4 separate regions of the Mus musculus genome follow, and all the other regions are linked to region 4. Evidence: chromatin contacts called from public HiChIP or PLAC-seq and Micro-C data. All regions are on one chromosome and are shown on one strand. The core of a region is the stretch at or near the end of the contact, and the rest is flanking DNA. Distances in the headings are between cores, read along the strand shown.

Region 1 (5,278 bases), core at 128-2,627, 200 kb before region 4:
TTTTCTTTTTTTAAGTATTTAACAGCAGATTTTGCATACGCAGTGCGTTCAGAGGAGATCAGGCCAAAGGCTAAAAACTCCTCAAAAGGCAGAAAAGAGGATTTTCATCTGATTCAGGCCCTGCTTGCAGCTGTCTGCTTTCCATAATCTCTGCTTGTTCTCCACCAAGAGTATAACCACTTCCTGGTCACGTTACCTATGTTGTTGGTGAGACAAACCGGTTAGCTACAACTCTAGGTCTCTTAGTGAGATTCTTCAGGTTCTTTTTGTCCATATATTTGTCTATATATTTCGTCCACATATTTAAAGTTTTGGTAGAATTTAAAAATCACCTCACAAGATTAAGGAAAGGAGGTGGGCCCACAGGTAACTTGGACAAGTGTGCTTCCCGTGAGTTCTTGGCTACTGTCACAGGGTGTCACTGAACTCACACAGCGAGCTGAGCATGGGCGACACAGTCCATGCAGAGACGTGTAGAACGCGGAAGATGGTTAAAGGGGACACCCAGCTAGATGTGCTGTGACCTGAAATTCCAGACGCTTTAACTGGAGGTTTTAAGAAGCTTTGATAATTTTCTGTTTCCAAGCCTTTGACTCTTCCTATGCGTATGATTATAATAATCCTTCTCCATCCAATTTTCATGTCACATTCACATGTCTCGCTAGCTCAGGGCTAGCTCATGGTGACTAAGCCGCCCTGTCTTAGTAAAATGCACGATGCAGGATACAGTCTCAAGCAGCTCACTCTGATTATAATGAACTGCCCTCTCACTTCTCTTCCCACTTTTCCAAACATGCTCAGATCTGTTGTTCTTTGTGAGGCAAAGCATAAAGTCTGAAGCACTCTCAGAAACACTTTACAAAAACCTAGAAGATATGCCTGCTTATCACTGCAGTGCAGATAAACTTAAAAACTCACGAGAATAGCAAGGGAGACCCGGGAGTCCTGCACAATGCAGTTTAATTAATAAACTAGTTGGACTAATAAGTTTAATTCTTTTGATCAGTTCGTATATGTAGAAGACTGTTTGAGGAAACAGTGTCATTCAATTTCCAGACAGTCAAAGTGGGCTTCTTAGATTAAGATAAAGATACGTACGGTCAAATCTGTCTCTACACTCTTGCTGATAGACTGGTTGTAAGTGCGTGCTGTTGATTTCCTTAAAGGTCTTTTACCAGGAACAGTTCCATGCCGCCTCCATTGGGGGGTGTGGCTTGAGGCAAGCTCACTGTGAGTTATTCATGGCTCCCGAGTGAAGCCTTCTGTGAGCAGTTTTTACAGATCTGAATTCCAGGAAAGGGTTTGCTTCCCCTGAGGAACTCGAGCATTTTCTGCTTGTGGCCATGAGAAGCATGGACTGGCTGTGTTTCTCTTTTTGTTCTGACTGCTACATCCTCGAGAAGCCCGGAGTACTGCTGAACTAGGAGAGCTCTTTAGACCACTATAATGAGTAATATTTTACTTCCTCCATCTGCTAGACTTTCAGTTCTAGTTTATATTTCCTCTGGCCCTGATTTCTAATTATACAAAAAATATTTTCATGCTAGACAGGTTTTGGTGACTTGCTTTAAATTTTTCGTAAGTTAAAACGACATGAACTCCTTGAAATTTAAAAAGTAAATAATGAAACAAGTGACACTGAGCAGAAGACTGTGGTGAGGCCAGAATAATATTCTCTTATGTTCAAATGTTGCTCGTTGCCATGGGATACGCTAATGGTGGGGGTGTGTGCTGAGGGAGTGGAGAGGAGCCTGAAGACAGCCCCCCAGGACACCATAGCAAGCACTGGGAATCAGGCCACATTCACCTTGTTGAGGCTCCCTCACCCTCTGTTTGGTTTGAGCCAGAAGGACCAAATCCAGCCTTGAGTGGTCATCACTACAGGAGGAGACAGCTCCCCAGTGACTAATGCACAGGGATTCATGAGCAAAGCGGCTGTGTTGGGGGTTTATGCCCTGGCATGGCTTTAGAACCCCTGGGTAAGGAAAGCACAGAAGCAGCATCCTTCCCTATCCTTCCCTATATGATAGTGTGCGTTCGCCTTCCTCCAGGACTGCTATTCTGGAGCTGTTAGCATCCCTGAAGGCCTGCAGCCTAATGCTGCCCACTTCATCTATTCTTATTAAAAAAAAAAAAGAAAGAAAAGAAAGAAAGAAAGAAAGAAAGAAAGAAAGAAAGAAAGGAAGAAAGAAAGAAAAAGGAAAAAGAAGAAAAAAAAGAAAAAAAGCAGAGATGGTGAAGGCCACGTTCACTGCATTCCTTATCATTTTCCTATTCTCCTCGTCTCCTCTGCTTTCCTGTCAATTCAGGTGCTGGTTTCATTTTCAGTGAGCTTCTTCACAGTGCCGGAGGTGACAGGCAAGCATTCCGTTTCTCAGATGTATCCCTAACTCCAATTGTGTCACCTTTATTCTACACACAAACCTTTTTCTGATTTCTTTACCTGAGCAGAGTTCTCTCTCTCTCTCTCTCTCTCTCTCTCTCTCTCTCTCTCTCTCTCTCTCTCTCTCATATGTGTGTGTGTGTGTTCATGTGTGTGAACATGCCACGCCTGGCTTTCTGAATTCAGGCCCTCAGGCTTGCATGGCATCTCCCCTGCCCACTCTCTGTCCAAGTCTTGAATTGGCTCATCAGTAAAGTTCTACAGAAGGGAAGTTCTCGCTCACTTGGGGAATTGGCCTTTGATGTCCTATGCTTCTTCTTTACATTTCCAGCTGTAGGGTTAGAAGCTCTAGACACCAGGCAGATAGGGAGTGGATGCTTATTAGTCTCAGTGCCCATCGAAACAATTGCATCTTATTGATTCTGCCTTTAATTCTGATGTCCTTTTCCAAAATAATCTCAGTGTGTCTATGGAATGTAAGGTTAGAGCAGATCACAGCCGGGGGCAGAAGACCCCAGTGTCTGTATCAATATTACACAGCAAATTCCAGTCTCTAAGATGACCTCTATTTTTGATACCAATACAAGCTCATTGCTTCATAACTCTTCTGTAAGAAATCTCCAACTCTGAAAGCGTGTTATGATTCTCTAGCAGGCATTACAAAGCTCAGCTTGCCCGTGGCTTAGCACTCCGCAGCCTGTATCCTGAAGCCTGTGCATCAGGTTCCATTCAGGAAATGTTTTAGGGAGATGTCAATATACCAAGTGCTACCCAAGGCACTGATGAAGACACTAATAGATACAAGTGGTTAAAACAAACAAGCAAACAAGTACGCAAAATGTCTCAGCTTTCAGGTGACTTACTTCTTATGGACCAGACATTGCATCAGCGAAAAATGCCCCACAATGTACTATGGAGTTCAATGCCAAGGAGCTGAGGAAGGGCTGGGTGTGTTCAGAGAGGGCATCCCGACCCAGGGGACCTAGAGACCCAAGTAGACAAGTAGACGTTCTTAGCCAGAAAAGATGAGTTGTGAAAACAGAGACTGAGTGTGAAGGCCTAAGACTGAGTGATGGAGTGTGTGTTGCAGAAGTTGTCAGGGAAGGATGCCCTAGAGAGTTGGGTATGGGAAGGCAGGCCCAGGAGGGCGAGGGTGATGCAGGCCTTTTGGAGTGGTCAGTTTTGACTCTGACTCTAAATGGGATAGGAAGCCATAGGGCGATTCTGAGCAGAGAAGTGACAGGGCCTGACATAATGCTTTAGAAGTCATTTGGACACTGAGCAGAAAGCCAGTGGTTGGATGCTGAAGAGAAAGTATTTAAGGAAGAATTGGGGAGGGGGGATCTAGGTTAATGTTAGAAGTACAATTGCCCAAAATAGAGATGGAGGACATGCTAGCGTCTAAGTATATTTTTAAGGACAGAGGCAATGGTTTCGCTGGCAGAATATACTGAAAGTAACAGGAAGAGGAGGCTTAGAGAAAGTGCAGGCTTTTCAGAACAGGTTGAGGAGAGGCTGATGTCTCAGTTCATAAGACAGAAGGGACTTGCTTCTGACAGCGCTGGGTGTGCAGTGGACCTCTAACCCTGGACCTGGGCAGTCTCCCTGAGCGCTCCAATTCCTGCCTTATTCAACTCTGGGGAAACTGAGTCAGGAAGAGTCAAACTGAGGTACAGCTGCCTCAGACACTCTGAGGAGAAAGGTGGGGCACTAGTTTTGTGATCAAGGTCAGAATAAAGGAAAAGTAAAAAGGGGTATTTTTTTTTTGTGTGTGTTTTGAGGTTTTTGTTTTGTTTTGTTTTGAGATAAAGAAGGCCTTTTACATTTAATTCCTTTCTAGAAAAGAATCTGAGTAACACAGAAGCAGGCATCTACTGACACAGCAGCAGTTTTGCATGTGATGTGCAAGAAGTTGTTTTGCATGTATGTGAACACATGGTTTTTGTACATGTTTGCACGTGGTGTGTGTGTGTGTGTGTGTGTGTGTGTGTGTGTGTGTAAAGAAGGAAGGACAAAGGGCCTAGAAATGAAATTCTTTGTCCTTCTGAGAGAAATACAACATTACAGCCTGACATGGCTAAAGACCTGCAGATAAGAAACACAGTGTGCTTTGGGATTTTTCCCATAGGACCTCAATGGGGCTCATTATGCTGATGCACAAATAGCAAATTAGGACATTTCCATGCTCTCGAATTCCTTCTCAAATGATGAAAAGTGAGGTCTTTCCCTAGAGGAAATTGACTCCTTCACACATGAGGGGAAAGGACAAGCTATAGACTTAAGATCTTGCATCTCAGCTCATCTCATCCCAGCTCTGTAGAACTGGGCATGGCTAGGTCAGCCCCAGCCCGGATAGGCTACAATGTTTAACTTCATTAGATTCTGCACCTAGCTGCATTGCCAGACGACACTGGTTGCTTGGAGAGGGAAGGAGAGGGAGAGAGAAGGCCACTGGCTCCTTCCTACTGTCTTTCTCTTGCCAGTCACTAGCAGGCATGGCTGCTCTCTGGGGAGGGTCGCAGCACAGTGGTGCTGGACAGAAAATAAGACACCACGCTGAGCAAACTCACAACAGCTGCACGTTTCCGGTTAGGATAATATGTTAGCGCTAAGATATCTGTGTAAAGTAATCCTACCCTCCCCCAAAAGTCCAGAGGAAAAGAATGTTTTGAAACCTAAACTTGGTTTTACCCAGCTTTTAAACAGTCTCTGTGCTTGCCTGATCCATGCAGATGAGACCGTTCTTCAGCTTTTTCCTTTTTTATCAGCCTGGCTGGGAGGAAACACCCTTTGACAGTGATAATGGAGACGACAACCTATTCCTTCCCCCTCCACGGTGACTGGGAAACCCAAGCCTTTGAACGATTCCCTTTGTTCTTCCAGTTCAGCAGAGGA
Region 2 (5,555 bases), core at 887-3,386, 220 kb before region 4:
GGCATGAAGCCATTGCCAAGCAGACAGACTCACAGACACAAAGGCATTTCCAGGAAAGCACTGAATTTTTTTTAGACAAACATGGCAGATTTAATTAGAGGGTAAGCTACTTTATTCTATTTCTTAAGCTAGTTTATTGTGGTTACTCTGCCTCCCCAGTCAAAATCATTGCTCTTTACTTTTTGTCATTGGAAGCAGTGATGTTCTGAGATCAGCAATATTAAAATTAAATAAACAAATAAAAAGATAGAAAATATTGTTGCTTAGAACTTTCTTTGGATAAGAGAAGAGATTTCAAATACACCTAGGTTTTAATTTCTTCTTGTAAATATAATACATAAACATAAAACATTTTCCATATGCTTGGAAGCAGTGGCAGGGAAAGGTTTGCATGGTCCAAGCACCAAGACACAGTGTTTAAGGAGCCATTCTAATTTCCACAATTTGAACATTACAGGACGCATATGAGTTGTTGGATTTCTACCTTATATTCCATAAATATGTGTTTATTGAAAAACAAAAATTAAGAACATTAGCTCATAAGAAAAATGTAAATAAACTCAGAAAAGGAACATACAAAATAATGCTTAATTTAGTAAAGCATAAAGTTATGCTAATCAGCCCATGTGAAGTCCTTCCAGAGCAGTGGTTCTCAACCTTCTTAAACACTGCAAGCTTTTAAAACCCTCATGCTGTGCTGACCCCTGACCATAAAATTATTTCATTGCTACTTCATATCTGTAATTTTGCTATTGTTCTGAGTTGTAACATAATATCTAATATGTGGGACATCTGATATGTGACCCCTGTGAATGACCCTCCCAATCGGGGCATGACCCACAGGTTGAGAAACTGCCTGCCAAGTACATCATAGTTGGGAGGGGGTTTACCTCCCCCAACCCCCCCTGTTTTTAGTTTTGAATTTTCATCTCTGACTGGCAATGTTATTTAAGGCAAACATTCCTCACTTTACGTTTTGGAAAAGTGAGAGGATGAGATACTAGTGTTTGGAGAAGCAAGTATAAAATGTACAAATAGGACGAACTTGCACAGTGGGACTCGACTCGTCCATGATGCCAAGCTGCCACCACCTTCCTTTTGGAATCACCCATGGCCAGCATTTTAAAGAAACATTGCTTCTTGTACCCAGGGTTAAGGCAGTCGGTTCTGAAGCTTAACAATAGACCCACATACCCTTTAAAGTGCATGCAATATATAAGCACAATTCTAATGCTGGTTTTAGGATATTTGGAAAACCACCTAAGTAATGCCCCTTAAATTTGCATAGTTCTTCCTGTCATTGCAAAAGAAACAAAGCCAACAGCAACAGGTGTGTTAACCACAGAGCCATGTAGGCCGCACTTTCCTGGCACTGGGATCATTGGCAAAGGCAGTTTTGACCACACTCAATTTCTGCCGGGTGAGCACAGAATTGAAAAGCCTCCCTCTGGCTTCCCCGGTTTCAGAGTTCTCCTTAGAATCCAGGTGCTGTGCTTTGCCTTGGGATCTTGCTGGGGTCTTCTAACCCGACAGTAGCACCCACCAGCTCCCTTTGGATGGGCAGGCTTTAGGTTCCAACATCATTATGGCTTCTTTAATATGCGCTAAGGAGAGCACACTAGGAACTGGAATCAGGAGAGCCAAAGAACTGGAACGGGGTCCATGTTCACTGTGTTCGTGTGTAACTTTTTCAGTTTAGGGAATGGCAATAGATGTCTCCCCGTGATTGTCTTTCTCATGCATTTAAAGCAGAGGAAAGCGATTTTCATGGGTTTCTGTTTTCCTTTAACCCTTCAGATTTATGAGGAATCCAAGATGAACTTGGAGCAGGAGAGGCCGTTTGTCTGCAGTGCCCCAGGCTGCTCCCAGGTGAGTGTGCGGATCCTCTGTGCTCCAGCTGCTAGGAAATGCTTCTCCCATCCCCTGGAAGATTATTTCCCATTGGGCCACCATAGCCACTGGGCTTTCTTTCCTCACTGAAATGCTTTCAGCCTCTCCCAAACCATTGACATCAGGACTCTCATCTTCACTACTGTTGGATCACACTTTAGAGTTTGAAATACTTCCCTTTCACCCCAAAACACAGTGGCGTTGACATCCCTATGAGTAACTTCCTCCGGAAGCAAGCCAGACACATCCTGCCCACCATTTCCGCTGGACTGTCATTCAGAAAGGGGAAGGTGGTGTGTACTTATGCTTGCATGTATGCTGGGTGCTTTTTAGGAGTTGTTTCATAGTCATGGGTTGGATTCCCACTCCTTTCTGAGAAGAAGTACGCCCCTATGACTGCCTGTTCTTGAACTATAGTTCTTGGACACAAACGTGTTAAGAGGAGTGGATATCTTGGCTTGCAGGATAGAATCTTGGGGTCTCTTCTTAGTGTTCAGCTAATGTCCAATCTTGTTTTTATGTGGAAATTAAAATTTTTGCATTTTATCTTTAAACTTGAAGGTGACATTTTTGTTCCTGACTCAAGAGTCTATCTTTGGGTAATGCCATGTTCCAGGGGGTTTAGATATGTAGAAATGGTTTTCCTACCAAGATCTTTATTTTATGGCAGATAGGACACATTTCCGAGTCTGAGCTCAAGCATTTTGCTGACGTGGAAGATTACACTCGTTTCATATTTTCATATACCTTCAAGGAAACCAAGGCCCACCCCCATTAGTTTGTGTGATAGTGTTGGCAGTCTGGTGTGGGGCAACACCTAGGGATCAGGACAATTCAGATGAATATCCTTCTTATTTTTATTTCCCAGAGTTCCTGGAGGATTCTAGGAGAATGTGAAGAGGGGTTTTTGGAGAAACACATTCCCAGAAATATAGAATGTTGCTGCTGGTGTTGCTGCCGAGCAGCCAAAGCGTGGCGTTTGCATCAGAGGAGTTTGTGCCAGTGTTTCTTTCTAACTTGTAAACAAGAAAACTAGCAGAGGAAAAGTATGTTGGAGCAAACGGGTTTTGAAAGCCCCTGTGAAGTAGAAAACACTAGGGAAATCTAGATAGGTTGATAAGTAACTGGGAAAATCCTGGTAGATAAGGACTTTCCATGGTAAATGCAGAATATCTTCTTACTAAGTTAAAACCTGGTTCCTAACTAAAACAAAAGCACCCCTCAGTTTCTTCAAAGGAAAGCCTCCTTGTCCAAAGGAACCCAGGTGATTGGAGGGATTTGCTTTGCCCGGCTGTGGCAATAGACATTAAGTTTTATTTATTACAAGCCGCCTATACCCTTTCTCTGCACTTACCTGTGTCTAGGCTTCTAGCTGCCCCATGAAAACCACAGTGCTCTAAACACACGTATCTGGTCTGGGCATTAGATCTATAATCATATGATGAAATCACAAATTAACTAGTTGGTTGCGTTTTTTTTTTTTTTTCATAAAGAAGCAACAGACCACACTGGGGAGCTGACTTTACTTGGGGGCTGGGGGCAGAGCATGGGGAAATGAAAGGTTTCTCTATGGAACAGGACCTCCAGAGATCCATCAAAATAAAATTAGGGTTCAGGCTAGGTGAGGATTCCCAGCTATGTCCAGGGTTGGAATACCAGCAGAGAAGAGCTTCGAGCCATATGTGAGATTCTCATTAGTCAGATAGGAGAGAGATATCTATGCATACGTATTGAGCTGTATGGCATATACTGTCCCAAACTCATCATCATCATCATCAACCAAGTTGCTCTTTGACATGGGCACTATCTTGTGTATTATAGAATGATTGGCGTTATTCCTGCCTTAACCCATCAGATGCCAATAGCACATTGCAGCTGTGACAACCAAAACATCTTCAGAGGTTGCCAGATGTCCTCTAGGATCAAAATTGCTTCTAGTTGGCAATGCCTGTGGTTTCACTTGGGTTATAGCCTTGATTATTATTTTTTTTTTGTACTCCTTTGTTCTGGATCCCCAACTTCTAACTGATACTCTCCAGCTCTGTTCCATGCCTTGCTCTATGCTGCATTTCCCTCACTGGAGTCAGGCAAGATATAAGCAGGCCAATGCCATAGTCACGTAGTCACTGGTGCCCTATGCTGTTGGAGCTGGGATAGTCGGAGGAAGGAGCAACGGCTGTTGGATTTGGCAGCTAGGTGCTCGAAGGAGACATGGGAGAAAGCAGAGGGTGGAGGCCTGACTGAAAGGGATTAATGAGCGAGTGGGTGGCAGATGGCAAGGGAGCTGGAGCGGTGGCACAGAGGAGCCTTTCAGGAGCAGGAGGCAGTGCCGGGAAGCAGAGTGATCCAGGGGCAGCCTGTGAGGGAGGCAGCTGAAGGATAGCCAGGGTGAATTTAGTCAAGATGGAGACACCAGTGAGGAGGCGGGAAGGAGCGGGAGAGCTTGAAGGGATAGTGCCAAGAAGGAAGAAGGCATAGAGCATCCTGTAGGGCAGTGGGTACCTCGGCAGTGTTGAGCCCAGAGGGGAGAGAGCGAGACTCTGCCAAGTTCCATGCAAAGTCTGAGGGGATTGAGTGCAGTTGACTTTTGGCTTAAGCATGTTCTCTCTTAGGCACTGAGGATTTGAACCCAGGAACCTAGGCAAGTACTCTGTCACTGACTGTGCCCTTACTGCCCAGTTCTTCACTAGACCCCATTTTGAGTGACCTTGAATATTTTGTTGAAGGAGCAAGCCAAGGTGTTTCTTTAATGAGGCTAAGTGGACTGTGGAAACTGTTGGATACTTGTGAGAAATTGAGATTCATGTAATGTCTCCATTTTAAAGGACAATTCCAAGACTCACCCACCCACTCCCAGTTTTAGATGTAGTGATGTATCTAGAAGCTGGTGTGCCCTTTATGTGAAAGTATTTCCTTTTTCTTGACAAACTGTTTTATGCTCATCTTTTAGTTGAACAAAGACATAGACATCAGCCGGTAGTCCTGAGTGTCATGGCTGGCAGAATATTAGTAACCCAGAGTCATATCAGCTGGTGTGATTATATGTGTGCTGTCTGTGACCATATCATAGCATTTGCCCTAGTGTCATCCTGTAATCTGGGGACATGCAAGGAAGAGATTAGGGCACCTTGAAGATGAAACAGGATTGTCATTGCTTGGAGGAGATGATGGAGAGATTCCTTTGCTCCACTTTCTTTCCTTGGAGAGAAACTTCCCTCTATTGGGGATAGCCTCTAACACCCGGAAGGTCCTTTCAGCTCTAATCTGTAAATATAAACTCTGTCTCCGGAGAAACAAGGACCACACTTGCTATGCTCTCTGGTTTCTTAGCGGCCTGGGTGGGTTGTTATTTTCAGCTCCATTGTCTTTTTTATACTATGTATCTCATTTATTTACCATTTGTGATTACTTGGCTCATTCAGAAGGCAACTTTAGTTACTATGCGGTGTTACAGCCCTGTCCCTATAACCTGGGAGCTCAAAAGACTAAGGAAACGGATTCTGAGGTCCTGGCTAGCCTGGGCTATGTAGTTGGGTAGTGAGCCTTTGTGAACCAACAACAAACAACCAAAAAGCAGACAAACCTGGTTAAATGTTTCATCCTGGCTATTGTGGTTTATTATAGGCTAGAGAGCATGCTAAGTGGTCAGAAGCAGGTAGTGATAC
Region 3 (5,370 bases), core at 245-2,744, 140 kb before region 4:
TTACTTCCTGCCACATGAGCCTTCCCTCAGGATGGCTGGTGGCAGTATGCTCAGCAAATGTCAAGGCATTTATTTCCAGGTATGTTTCACTTTTTGGATAAGTATTTATTTTGCACCTCCTCTTAACTGTTCAGGTATAGCAAGAAAAATGAATCCTTGCCTTGCTAGAAGCTCTAACTCTGTTTAGGCAACACGGTCAGATTTCCAGCTTTGGCCTTGGAGGTGTGGGGAGTAGATGAAACATTGGCTCCTTCTGACCTTTCTCCTCTGTCTTCTCTGGGCAGAATATCTCCATGCATAATACAGTTGGTGGGACCATGACGGGACCCGGAGCTCACCAGCTAGGCAGCACTCGGATGCCCAACCATGACAGCAGCGTTGTGATTCAGCAAGCCATGCCTTCTCCCCAGTCCAGCTCGGTCATCACTCAGGCTCCTTCCACCAACCGCCAGATTGGGTAAGAAGACTTCCTCTCTGTCTCTGGAAGAGCTCAGGCAACCTTTTGTATATTCTCCCTGGTTCTAGTGCTTGGATTTGTTGTTTTTCCCGTCTGATATGATGCTGCCAAAAGAGTGATGCTTTGGATGAGAAAAGGCGTCTCCGTTTGCTTGGGGCTATTTTGATCCTAGATGTCGAGGGGGAAAGCTATTCATTATGTGACCTTATTTCTTCAAATAAGATTTGTGAATGGCAGACAAAATTAGTGGTGTCATGCAGACCGCAGAAGACTGCTCAGGAGCAATGGTCGGTGGCAACAGAGAGGAGTTCTGCTAGCCCAGGCACCTCCTGGCAGTGTGACCCCAACCACAAACTCCTTCCTAGGGGGTTTGCAGCTGCTTGGCTGGGACACCTGTGTATTCCACAACTTGCCATTCTTTCTGGTCTTTCTTCCCACCTCTCTTTCTTGTTATTTCTTTCTCGTCAGCCCTTCCTGGCCTTTCCATTGGCCTATACTTGTAAGCAGGGCCCTTCCCTCTCATTTATGAAACAAGGCAATATTAAGACCTTGAGGGAAACTGGTAGAAGTATCTTGACATCTATACATATCATGTCTTGGAAATTGTTCTCGCTTCTTTACATCATATGACTGGTTTGGCCCCTTGCTGCAGAGTGTGGTCTGACCATCAGCAATGCGGGCATTACTCATCAATTTCTTAGAAACGCCGAATTCTTAACCTCCCCACTTCCTTATCTCCAGAATGAGGATGGAGTTTGTTCTTTACATGCCTCTGAAGAGAGGCACTGACTTCTTGTGCGTACATTGATGGGCACTGGCAATTGGCTGCCCCTGAAACCAGAAGGGGAACTTGCTGTGTGCTGTACTCACCTCCAAATGCAGTCTGAATTCTCAGGGGGCTACTAGCTGTGGTGACTTAAAACACAATTTTGAGGCTTCCTTACAATTTTTCCTAGTGCCTTTTCCCTGAGAACAAGAGTGGGCACAGGACAAAGCCTTGGCTCACTCCTTGAGTGCCCTAGAATAGGGAACTGTGTCTCAGACTTCTCGGTTAGGTGACTCAGAGGGACAAAGCACAGGCAGTGAGTGTGGATGTCCGGGTCCTTGCTTTTGCTTTAAAATGCGGGTATCGTCCTAGCCAAGTATCTTTGCTAATGGTTTCTTCTCAAGCAACTTGAAAAGCAAGTATTGCCACTATCTCTAAACCACAATGTCCTTGGAAGGTAATGTGGCTTCATTAAAGATGGTGTCTGCATCCCGGGGGACTCCTTTTTCTCTTGGGCCCTGGCTGCGGGCAGACAATTCACAGCTGGACCAGCTAATTATAATTATTTTATTTTTCTTTCAAGGGGGGAAAAGCATAAAATGTGCTAGAGTTTACTAGCAGTTTTACAGCATTCTTCCCCCCCTGCAGCCCTCGCCTGCCCCTTGTACCCCTGCCCACAACCCTCTCTGAGGCCCTTAGTGTTCCCCATTGTTAACGCAGCACTGGGTTTTATGAAGCAATCCTTTTAAGGCTAGCACTAAATTTTAAGATGGGTGTTGACTCTGTCAATAATTTACCCAGCTGGCCCCAGACTGTACATTTTGGGTGACATTTGTAGGCTGTGTCACTCTGCCGTTCTTTCTGCTTCTTGGGGGCGTTGTGTGTATGTGTTCTAGGAGATAATTGTTACTTCTAGGGCTCTGTCTCTGTCTCGTTGCCCAGCTTGAGGGAGGCTATTTCTTTTCTCCAGATCCTTCCCTGTTGTGCTTACTCTGTTGATTCAAAACCCCCACATCCTGTCACTCCTGGGCTTCTTCTCCTCCACGTGACCCATCCAAAGCTCTGCCCAGATGATCGAGGGGCTCAGCAGGACCCAGCCCTGCCCTTCTCACCAGTGGATTGAGTATGGAACCCTAGGTGGTAACACTTGGGGATGGTTGGCTCTTTTATTTCCCTCAGCAAAGAGGAAATGAGTGCTCATTTTAAAATACGAGTTCCCCTGGGAGATGTCGGCAAATGAGCATTTGAAATTGCAGATAGCTTTTTAAAAATTTCTAGTGTGTGTGTGTGTGTGTGTGTGTGTGTGTGTGTGCGTATGGGCACATGCATGAGCATAGAGAACCATATTGTAGTAATATTCTGATTTTTATCACAACCTCAAATATTTAAGTGTCAAAATCTGGCCAAGCCACCTGCAAATGTTTGTCATGGCGATTGGCCAACAAAAACAGCACACAGCAATGAAAGTCTTCATTCAGGCTAGGTGCTGAAGCTGCATCCAGCCAGAGAGACTGGGACCCACCTGTGCCCACGCATAACACTCTTGTGCTGTGGCCAGCGGGTGTATTCACAACTGGAACTTTGCAGGAGACGGGACTGCCTGACTCCTATCCCTGTCTTTTCTTCCCTTTCACTGGGGCTTAGATTCTGTAGCCAAGTCTCTCTCTCTCTCTCTCTCTCTCTCTCTCTCTCTCTCTCTCTCTCTCTCACTGTCTCTCTGTCTCTGTCTCTCTCTGTCTCTGTCTCTGTCTCTCTCTTCTTCCCTCCCTCCTTCCCTGCCCCCACCCCCTTTTCATGCTGTAAAGGTTAAGCTTAGAGGCTTGGCATAAAGGTCTGCAAAATGGATGTGATGCCAGTTATCAGTAAAGCCTTCCACGACCAAGGGTACATACCCTTGTAGGAATCTAGTTTTCACACTTGGGCTGAGGGGGGCAGACACTGAGACAAAGCAGACCAAAACAAGTGAAGAAATATTAAGTATGTGGACACGCAGCAGCTTCAGCTTCTATTCTATTCCACAGCAACCCCTGCTATGCCCTTTGCTCAATTCTGTAAAAGTAGTGCTATTATCTCAATAGAAACTGCAGGGAAGTATAAATATCCCAAATTGCACTTGGGTGGTTAGACAGGCTAGAAAAACACACAGCTCTGGCGAATGTGGGAGGCATCTCCAAACCAGTGACTGCTTGTGCTCAGTAAAACTGGCAGATGCCCTGTCGGGAAGAGTGTCTTTGGCTGATTGATGGGGGTGTTTTAGGAGATAAGTTTCCCAGATGGGGTTAAAAAAAATGAGCTATGGGTTGTGGAGAGACAAGAGAGACAGAAAACAAGCATGTGTTAGCTAGAGATGAAATCGATTTAGCCTTGAACCAGCTATGTGGCACATTCCAAACAGTATCTCTACCCCAGTCATTTTTACTAGATATCGTATAACACGCTCATTAACTCAGGATCAAGTCAGCCAAGGCTGGGAACGATGGCACAGGAGCAGATAATCGCAATGTAAATCCCACGCGCCTCTCAGTGTCTCTCTTAACATGAGGCATTTCTCGAGGAGCAGGGGGTTAGTGGAGAATCTAGGTGGTGATCCTAATAGAGCCAAGCGTTCTTAGAGAAGTCCGTTTCCCTCTGAGGTGCTAGGTGATACATGCGCAGTCCCTCTTCGGGTGGGTGATGCAGATAATAAGGAAGGACACGGAGTTCTTCAACAACGTTCTACAGTAGAGGGTTCTGACAGGTTGCTAGAGGCACTGTTGACCCACTGACCTATTCTATGGATTTTCTTCTTGCTTTTTACTTCTCTGTATACTGGGTAAATGCATGCTCATGATGAGGGAGGCATCACAGTAATCGCTTATAATGAAAATTGTATGCATTAGAATATATACACGTGAAACATTTTGGTTGCATTAGTTAGCCAAATGTGGCAATACAGAGTGCATATATGAAGCTGCTTAGGTGGTAAATCCCTCCCTGATTTCACTCAGATTCTAGTCCGTGGGGTACAAATGCCTACATCATGCATAGTAAGTGGGTATGGGGTCATAAACTCTATTTGCACGGAGCTGAGGCTAGGCAACTCTACTTCCCCATAATAAACAGTGCAGAGTGTTGGGAGTCAAACTTGTTTTATATAAGAAGGCGCCGTTAGCATGGATTCCACATCTTCACACCCAGCCTATGCTGCTTTCTGGTGCTTCCTTGCAATTCCTTATGCTATGTCATGGACAGTGTCCAGTGATGGTCCCTCGGGCACACGGAGGAAAACCAACAAAAACAAACCATAAAGAATAAAAATCGAAAGTAAAGCATAGGTGGCAAGGCACGGCTGCTTTCTCCAAGGAGAACAAGGAGGCTCCGCTGTGTGGATTGCCATTGTCATTCGGAGTGCCATTAGCTAGGGACGGGGTGGGCGTTCAGAGGCAAGGAGCTCCTAGCACTATTCCTGTGTGAAAAAGAAATAAGGCGAGGTTGAGAAGTGCTGCATTCACAGACAGGGAGTTTAAAAATCAAGATAATAGGACACCACAGTTTAAAATGTGCTGCAAATCCCACGTTTGATATCATTATTAAGAGTTTTCCTAAATACCTCAACCAACCTAAGCCTAGCTGTGGCTGTCACTGTCCACCATAGGCTTACGTTGGGGACATCCTGGCCAGTTCCTTCCTGTCGGAGGCAGTGGGGTTAGATTTCAGGTTGTCTTGCAACTGCAACCCTCAGTCAGGACAAGTCGATGCTGCCTTTAAGTAATTCAGACCAGAATCCATTATTTCCTGCTTTGTGTTCGGCTGAATATCATGGCTATGAGCATAGCTTTATTGTTTAAAAATTGCTAGATCTTTCACAGCCCCGAGAACATTTACGAGGGCCCTTCAGGGGGATTGCTTTCTGAGAGGGCTGACAGACTTAACCATATGGCTTCCGTTAAATCCCAGGCAGAGCCTTGAGAAATTACCTCTGACAAGGGGGCCAGCAGCCTTCCACTCACAGGGTTTTATGTGTGGAACAAAGCATTAAGTACTGATACCTGAGGAAATAGAATGTTTCTGAACAGTCAGAGGCTGTAACACCACATAGTATTATAGCCAGACGAAGGAAGGGGTGGAGCCGGAAGACAGGGGCACATGGCTCAGTGTCCCAAAGTCC
Region 4 (5,301 bases), core at 883-3,382:
CCTAGACTCTGTTAGTTCACATACTGAATATATGTAAAGTTATATGGGACACTCTCTTTGGGTCACAATCTAAGCATGGAGCACTATATTAATCAAGTTTTGTCAGAGAAACACACTAATAAGAAGGAGATGGATGGATGGATGGATAGATGGATAGATAAGTGGGTGAGTGGATAGATGGATAGATAGGTGGGTGGATGAATAAGTGGATAGAAGGATAGATGGGTGGATGGATGAGTGGGTGGATGGATGGGTGGGTGGATGGGTGGACAGATGGATGGATGGATGGATGGATGGATGGATGAGTTAGTGGATGGGTGGATAGATAGATGGATGGGTGGATGGATGAGTTAGTGGATGGGTGGATAGATGGATGGGTGGATGGATGAGTTGGTGGATGGGTGAGTGGGTGAATGGATGAGTGGGTGGGTAGATAGATGGATGGGTGGGTGGATGGATGATGATGATCTCTGACTTACAGTTGTTTGTGGTGCTGGGAACATAGACTCTTCCAGCCTTCTGCTTCACTTTCAGCTCAGGACCCAATAAATCAAATGAGATACTTTACCATAACATAACTGTTAGAATAAGTAATTTTGTTCAAATATAGACTAATATAAATGTTTTAATAATTTTTATGTAAACTCAGCTAAGGTATGACTTGCAATAGTATATGAAATACAGCTATGACTTACAAAATATACTCACAAAGTTGTCATGAGTTTATCCAGATACAGCCCTGTCGTAAGTAGAGGGCTGTCCAACTATCTATCCACCTCCTGTATACCTACCTGACTTAAGGAATTGGCTAATGGCTTATATTATGAAAGTCAAGAGGCTCCAGAATCTGCTGTCCACCAGCTGGAGACCCAGGCGAGCAGGTAGTCTAACTCCTGGTAGAAATCTGAAGGCTTGAGAAAGAGAAGCATCCATGGGATTTGTCCCTTCCCAAGATCTTGAGAAAGAGAAGCATCCATGGGAGTTGTCCCTTCCCAAGATCAAGAGAAGACAAGTAATCATACAGAGACAGCACCCCCTTCCTTTGCTTGAGAACTTTGGTTTCCTTCAGACCCTCTGTTGCTTGATGAACACTCAAATGGAGAAGGCACATTGCTTTACTCAGAGGAGACTTGTCCAGCTGCCCTAGGAATAGTGTTTAGCCAGTTCTCTAGGCAGTCTCTAGCCCACCATATTGATGCTCACAACTTTCACAGGCACTGGGTGACCATCCACAGCTCAGCATAGGACCTTAATGAATGTCATCCCGGCTGCTTAGCAGGCGGGGCCGGTAGCATCTAATACATGATAGTTACAATGCTTCCATTCTCGGGTTTGAAGGATCTTTACTGTTTTCAAAATGCCAGGTTTCCAGCCAGTCCCAATGGACACTGCATTAAAAAGTTAGAGCTATTCATCTGGGAGCCTGTCTTCCAAGACTCCTCAAAATGTCATTCTGCACGATAATAAATGGCAGATACAAATAAATAACATGAAGTTAAACCTTTGTTTTATACCTGTGACTGTACATGAGAAGACATTGTCCCCTCTCCTGCTCTTTAGGACATTGCTTTCCTTCCCTGTTAGGCTTAATGTTAGGGACAACCAAGAAGAAGGGGGCTGTTGCTATTGTTCAAGGAAGTTGGAGTTCTAGAGCACCCAGTGAGAAATTCTTCACCCATTTCCCTTGACTTTTAGACAGATATATTCTTAACTGATGGATTCTTTCTCTGAAATACGCACTTGTTGATCTCTTCCAACGTCAGCTTCCTTAACTATGGGAACCACAGGAACTGATGTAAGTTTAGTGTTATAAAGCTCTTTGAGATTCTTGGTCAGTTGTTTATATTTTATACATAAAGCAGTGGAAGTTCAGAGGCGTTTAGGACTTAGCCCAAGGCCCCCAGGTGAATGAGTGGCTGGCTGAAGCAGTAGTGGCCCTGCGGGTTGTTCATACTCAAACCTACGCCACCAACAACTTAGTTCATTTTACCATTTTACTTCAGATCGACACATCCAGAGAAGGCAGCACTGGAACTTTTCTGTTCTGGGTCACAGCTTAGGGCTCTGAGGAGAGACTTGGCTCTCATCACAGGCCAGTGTAGGGGCTTCTCAGGGAGTCATTGCTTCCTGTGGGTAACATCATGTGGTATGTGCTCAAGTGAACTGCCAGTCGCTTTCAGTTTCTATTTCTAGGGCAGATTTACTCTCTGTAGCTGAAACTGACGTTTACGCTGCCTGCAACCCTACCACAAATTAAAATCAGACCCTGAATCTGTCTGGGGAAGATGTTTATTAAGCTGTAGGAAGACATCTAAAATGAGTCCAAATTACATTTTAAATGTGAAACCCCAAATTCCACATTAATTTAAGGGCAGGAATAAGACTGTCTGGAGAGTAATTTGGGTACAGTACAAGTCACCCCTCTTTGGCACAACACAAGGCCACCAGGGGAGAGAGAAAGGTGCCTCTACATGACTTTTTCTAAAGTATTTCCACCTAAAAGATTTTTTGTTTGTTGGTCTGTTTTTCTCAATGAACTTAAAAGAAAAACAAGCTTTTTTAAAAGACTTGATGTCCTTAATAGATGTAGACATTTAAATTTTTAAATTTTATTTATCCACAACTATTCTATACTTTGTTGGCTTTACTGGTTTTTGAGGCAGAATTGCACTGTGGAACCCAAGCTGGCCTCAATTGTGACCCTCTTGTCTTGGCCTCCCAGGTGCTGGGATGAGAGGTGTGTTCCACTGTGCATCACCCCTTCAAATGTATTCACAAATACGGTGACAAGAGGCTTGGGAGAAACAGCAAAGAAAAACAGGTCAAAAGTATTCAACCCTGGGGCTGATAAGACTGCTCAGTGGGTAAACGAAATGGCCACACAAGCCCTATCATCCGTGTTCGCTCTCCAGACCCCATAGTGGAAGAAAAGACTGATTCAAACAGTCACACTCGTTCATACATGTACATACATACAAGCATGCTAATGATAACTAAGAATAAAGTGAAGCCTAGCTTTCAATGTTTGACCCAGCTAATACAGTCCAATTTATCCAAAATTCAAGTCTTTTTAGGTTTCATTGTTGTTGTTTTGGAGGTTATTTTATTTTGTTTTGTTTGTCTCTCTCTCTCTCTCTCTTTTTTTGCCTTTTAGTATGTAATCTGCTTGCTGTGTTTGTATGTGTGGTGAGTGTGTTCATGCACAGAACATGGCCACTGTCTCTATCTTGCTACTTAATAACAGAAGCAGCCCTGACCCTAGGGAAGCAGCAGCCATGGCCACTTGCCTGTGTGTCCAGTCCATCCCAGGCTGAGAAGGCCTCTGAGATCCTTCCATACAAAGTGCGAAGTATATACCAAGTATCATAATTACAAACTTTATTGCTGAGATTTGATTGTTTCAGATTAGTATCAGTTCAGCTCCTGCAAAGCCAGTAGACTTTGAAGGTAGCTCTGGGAGGTTGTACAAAAGAATGACTTCCTAGAACCCCTGCCCTGCTCCAATGTCCCTTGCTTAAGACAAGGGCTAATCTGACCTGACCACACCTTCCCTAAAAGTCAGAATGCTACTTCATGTTACCATGGTCTTTAAAAAAAAAAGACAAGAAAAATCAAAAATAAAATCATGACAAGTTGTTGGAAGCACGGCTCAGGGTTAGAACAACTGCCTCACATGTGTGAGGACTTGGAGAAAGAATTTTAAAATAAAAATTATCCTTGTCACATATAAATCATAGGGGTACCACTTCGAGGAATTGAGAGACAGGATAGAATATAGTAATCTCATTAAGTCATTCAAACTATAGCTCCTACTGAGCGCCAAACTCAGTCTAGATAACTGACACACTGTGAGAGCCGAAACAGGGCAGTCTGTCCTGGCAAGTTCTCCCAGAAGATGGCAGGCACTCCAGGCATCACAATCATGCACTCAACACACATCCTTTGGTTTGTTTCTGGATTTTTTTTTCCCCACACCCCTTACCTCCAGTCTTATAAAAAATATGAGATTAACTTGTTTTACAGAATGATACTAGTAATGATCTTATTTTCTAAATCAGATTGTATCATCTTCTGCAGAGAATATAGGTTCGCATCGTCCAAGGGCCAAAGATAGTCGGAACACTCTCTCAAATGTCCTTCTAGTGATCCCTGGGACTTTGACGTCACAGCTGCACGGTCCTGTTGAAGGAGAAGCAGCAAGATTGAGCGGAATTGTAGGGTGCCCATGTTCTTAGTCTGTTGCAGAACCAGGAGGCAGCTAGCTGGGCTTGCCAACCAATCCAGGCACTGTACTCATGTTAGAGAATGGCAGCCTGCACAGCTCTGTGTTTGCTGTGGAGCACCCTGGCTAAAATAACTGAAGATAGACCTCATTTAGGATCAAGAGGTCTGCCTTCTCTCCTGCTCCTCCTCCCTTGAGCCCAGGAAAGACAAGAACACAACTATGATTTTAAGAGCCCAACAAAGTGTTAGGCAAAGGTAACACTTCAGCTAGCCATTTGGCTGTCTTTCTCTATGTGCTCTTGGGACATCCGCGTTTCTTACTTACTTCCTGTGACGTTCATTTCTGGTTAAGCTGTTGTTGTTCTGCTTTGATTGTCCTTGGGAGTCACACTGACCACGGAGTCATATGGAAATTGAAGACTGTTCTGTCTCGTCCCACACTTCCCTAATGTGTCTTCTGTTGAGTGAAACAGTTGTAATTCTGTGTTTCCCCCTTTAGGTCATGTGAATTTTCCTATATGTTGCTGGAGCTTTCTCTGAGTTCTCCCTCCCCCATCCCTGCACTGTGTTCAGCCTCAATCTAGCCAGGGTTTCTTCAGCACCTAGACTCATCCTATGGGCTTGGGGAACCTGTACCCTCTGTCAGGGCATAAACTCATTGGGTGTTTACTAAGCTGGGGCTGGGTAGAGGGGCAAAACCTTTTCCTTTGGAGAACAAGGACTCCTTCTAGAGTCATTACTTCATCATTAAGAATAGAAATTAGACTAGGTGTGGTGGCACTTTAATTCTAGCACTCACTGGGAAAGCAGAGGCAGGAAGATCTCTTTGAGTTCTATTCCAGCTTGGTTTACATAGAGTTCCAGAATAGCCATGGCTACACTGTGAGACCTTGTCAAAAAAAAAAAAAGAGGTAGAAGTAGGTAGACTGGGGAGTTATTATCCAGTGCCCTATCATTTGGTTGTCATTTTTAAGGTCCCAGGTTCCCTCCTCAGTATCATCAAATATAATGGAATATAAAATAGAAAGGATAGAATAGAATAGAATAGAATAGAATAGAGCAGAGCAGAGCAGAGCA

Evidence for each region. A called contact is a pair of places that touch in the nucleus more often than the background predicts. HiChIP or PLAC-seq counts read pairs in DNA pulled down with a chosen protein or histone mark.
Region 1: an H3K4me3 HiChIP or PLAC-seq map of bone marrow-derived macrophages shows a contact between it and region 4, with 4 times the contacts expected there. The contact joins two enhancer-like sites. A contact is called at or near these places in 2 of 39 promoter capture datasets (cranial neural crest and macrophages), 4 of 484 Hi-C or Micro-C datasets (bone marrow-derived macrophages, embryonic fibroblasts, nephron progenitors and 1 more), 4 of 115 datasets of contacts at active chromatin or transcription factors (bone marrow-derived macrophages, cardiomyocytes and craniofacial prominence) and 2 of 9 other capture datasets (adipose tissue and macrophages).
Region 2: a contact with region 4 is called in an H3K4me3 HiChIP or PLAC-seq map of bone marrow-derived macrophages, with 6 times the contacts expected there. The contact joins two enhancer-like sites. A contact is called at or near these places in 1 of 484 Hi-C or Micro-C datasets (macrophages), 3 of 115 datasets of contacts at active chromatin or transcription factors (bone marrow-derived dendritic cells, bone marrow-derived macrophages and large pre-B cells) and 1 of 9 other capture datasets (bone marrow-derived macrophages).
Region 3: a Micro-C map of macrophages shows a contact between it and region 4, with 4 times the contacts expected there. The contact joins two enhancer-like sites. A contact is called at or near these places in 6 of 484 Hi-C or Micro-C datasets (bone marrow-derived macrophages, erythroblasts, macrophages and 2 more), 2 of 115 datasets of contacts at active chromatin or transcription factors (bone marrow-derived macrophages and embryonic stem cells) and 1 of 9 other capture datasets (bone marrow-derived macrophages).

The regions. Positions count from the first base shown.
Region 1 is chr6:53,389,289-53,394,566 of GRCm38.p6, forward strand. The region is part of intron 4 of Creb5 (cAMP responsive element binding protein 5); the gene reads left to right. Among named protein-coding and RNA genes, the nearest start is that of Gm38815, 80 kb to the right of the region's middle. Within about 2 kb of position 1,378, at least 49 of the 459 cell types and tissues checked have an H3K27ac peak or open chromatin away from gene starts, as enhancers often do. A contact at or near this core is called in adipose tissue, bone marrow-derived macrophages, macrophages and 1 more, where this site is marked.
Region 2 is chr6:53,367,990-53,373,544 of GRCm38.p6, forward strand. Creb5 (cAMP responsive element binding protein 5) reads left to right here. Exons shown (of 11, transcript NM_001327821.1): 2 at 1,798-1,869. The coding sequence starts at 1,816. Among named protein-coding and RNA genes, the nearest start is that of Creb5, 83 kb to the left of the region's middle. Within about 2 kb of position 2,137, at least 66 of the 459 cell types and tissues checked have an H3K27ac peak or open chromatin away from gene starts, as enhancers often do. A contact at or near this core is called in bone marrow-derived macrophages, where this site is marked.
Region 3 is chr6:53,447,262-53,452,631 of GRCm38.p6, forward strand. Creb5 (cAMP responsive element binding protein 5) reads left to right here. Exons shown (of 11, transcript NM_001327821.1): 5 at 285-457. Among named protein-coding and RNA genes, the nearest start is that of Gm38815, 22 kb to the right of the region's middle. Within about 2 kb of position 1,495, at least 77 of the 459 cell types and tissues checked have an H3K27ac peak or open chromatin away from gene starts, as enhancers often do. A contact at or near this core is called in bone marrow-derived macrophages, macrophages and pro-B cells, where this site is marked.
Region 4 is chr6:53,587,824-53,593,124 of GRCm38.p6, forward strand. All of the region lies in intron 5 of Creb5 (cAMP responsive element binding protein 5), which reads left to right. Gm33392 (a long non-coding RNA gene) reads right to left here and starts at 5,053. Exons shown (of 5, transcript XR_377683.2): 1 at 5,024-5,053; 2 at 4,550-4,681; 3 at 3,983-4,179. Within about 2 kb of position 2,133, at least 135 of the 459 cell types and tissues checked have an H3K27ac peak or open chromatin away from gene starts, as enhancers often do. A contact at or near this core is called in adipose tissue, bone marrow-derived macrophages, macrophages and 2 more, where this site is marked.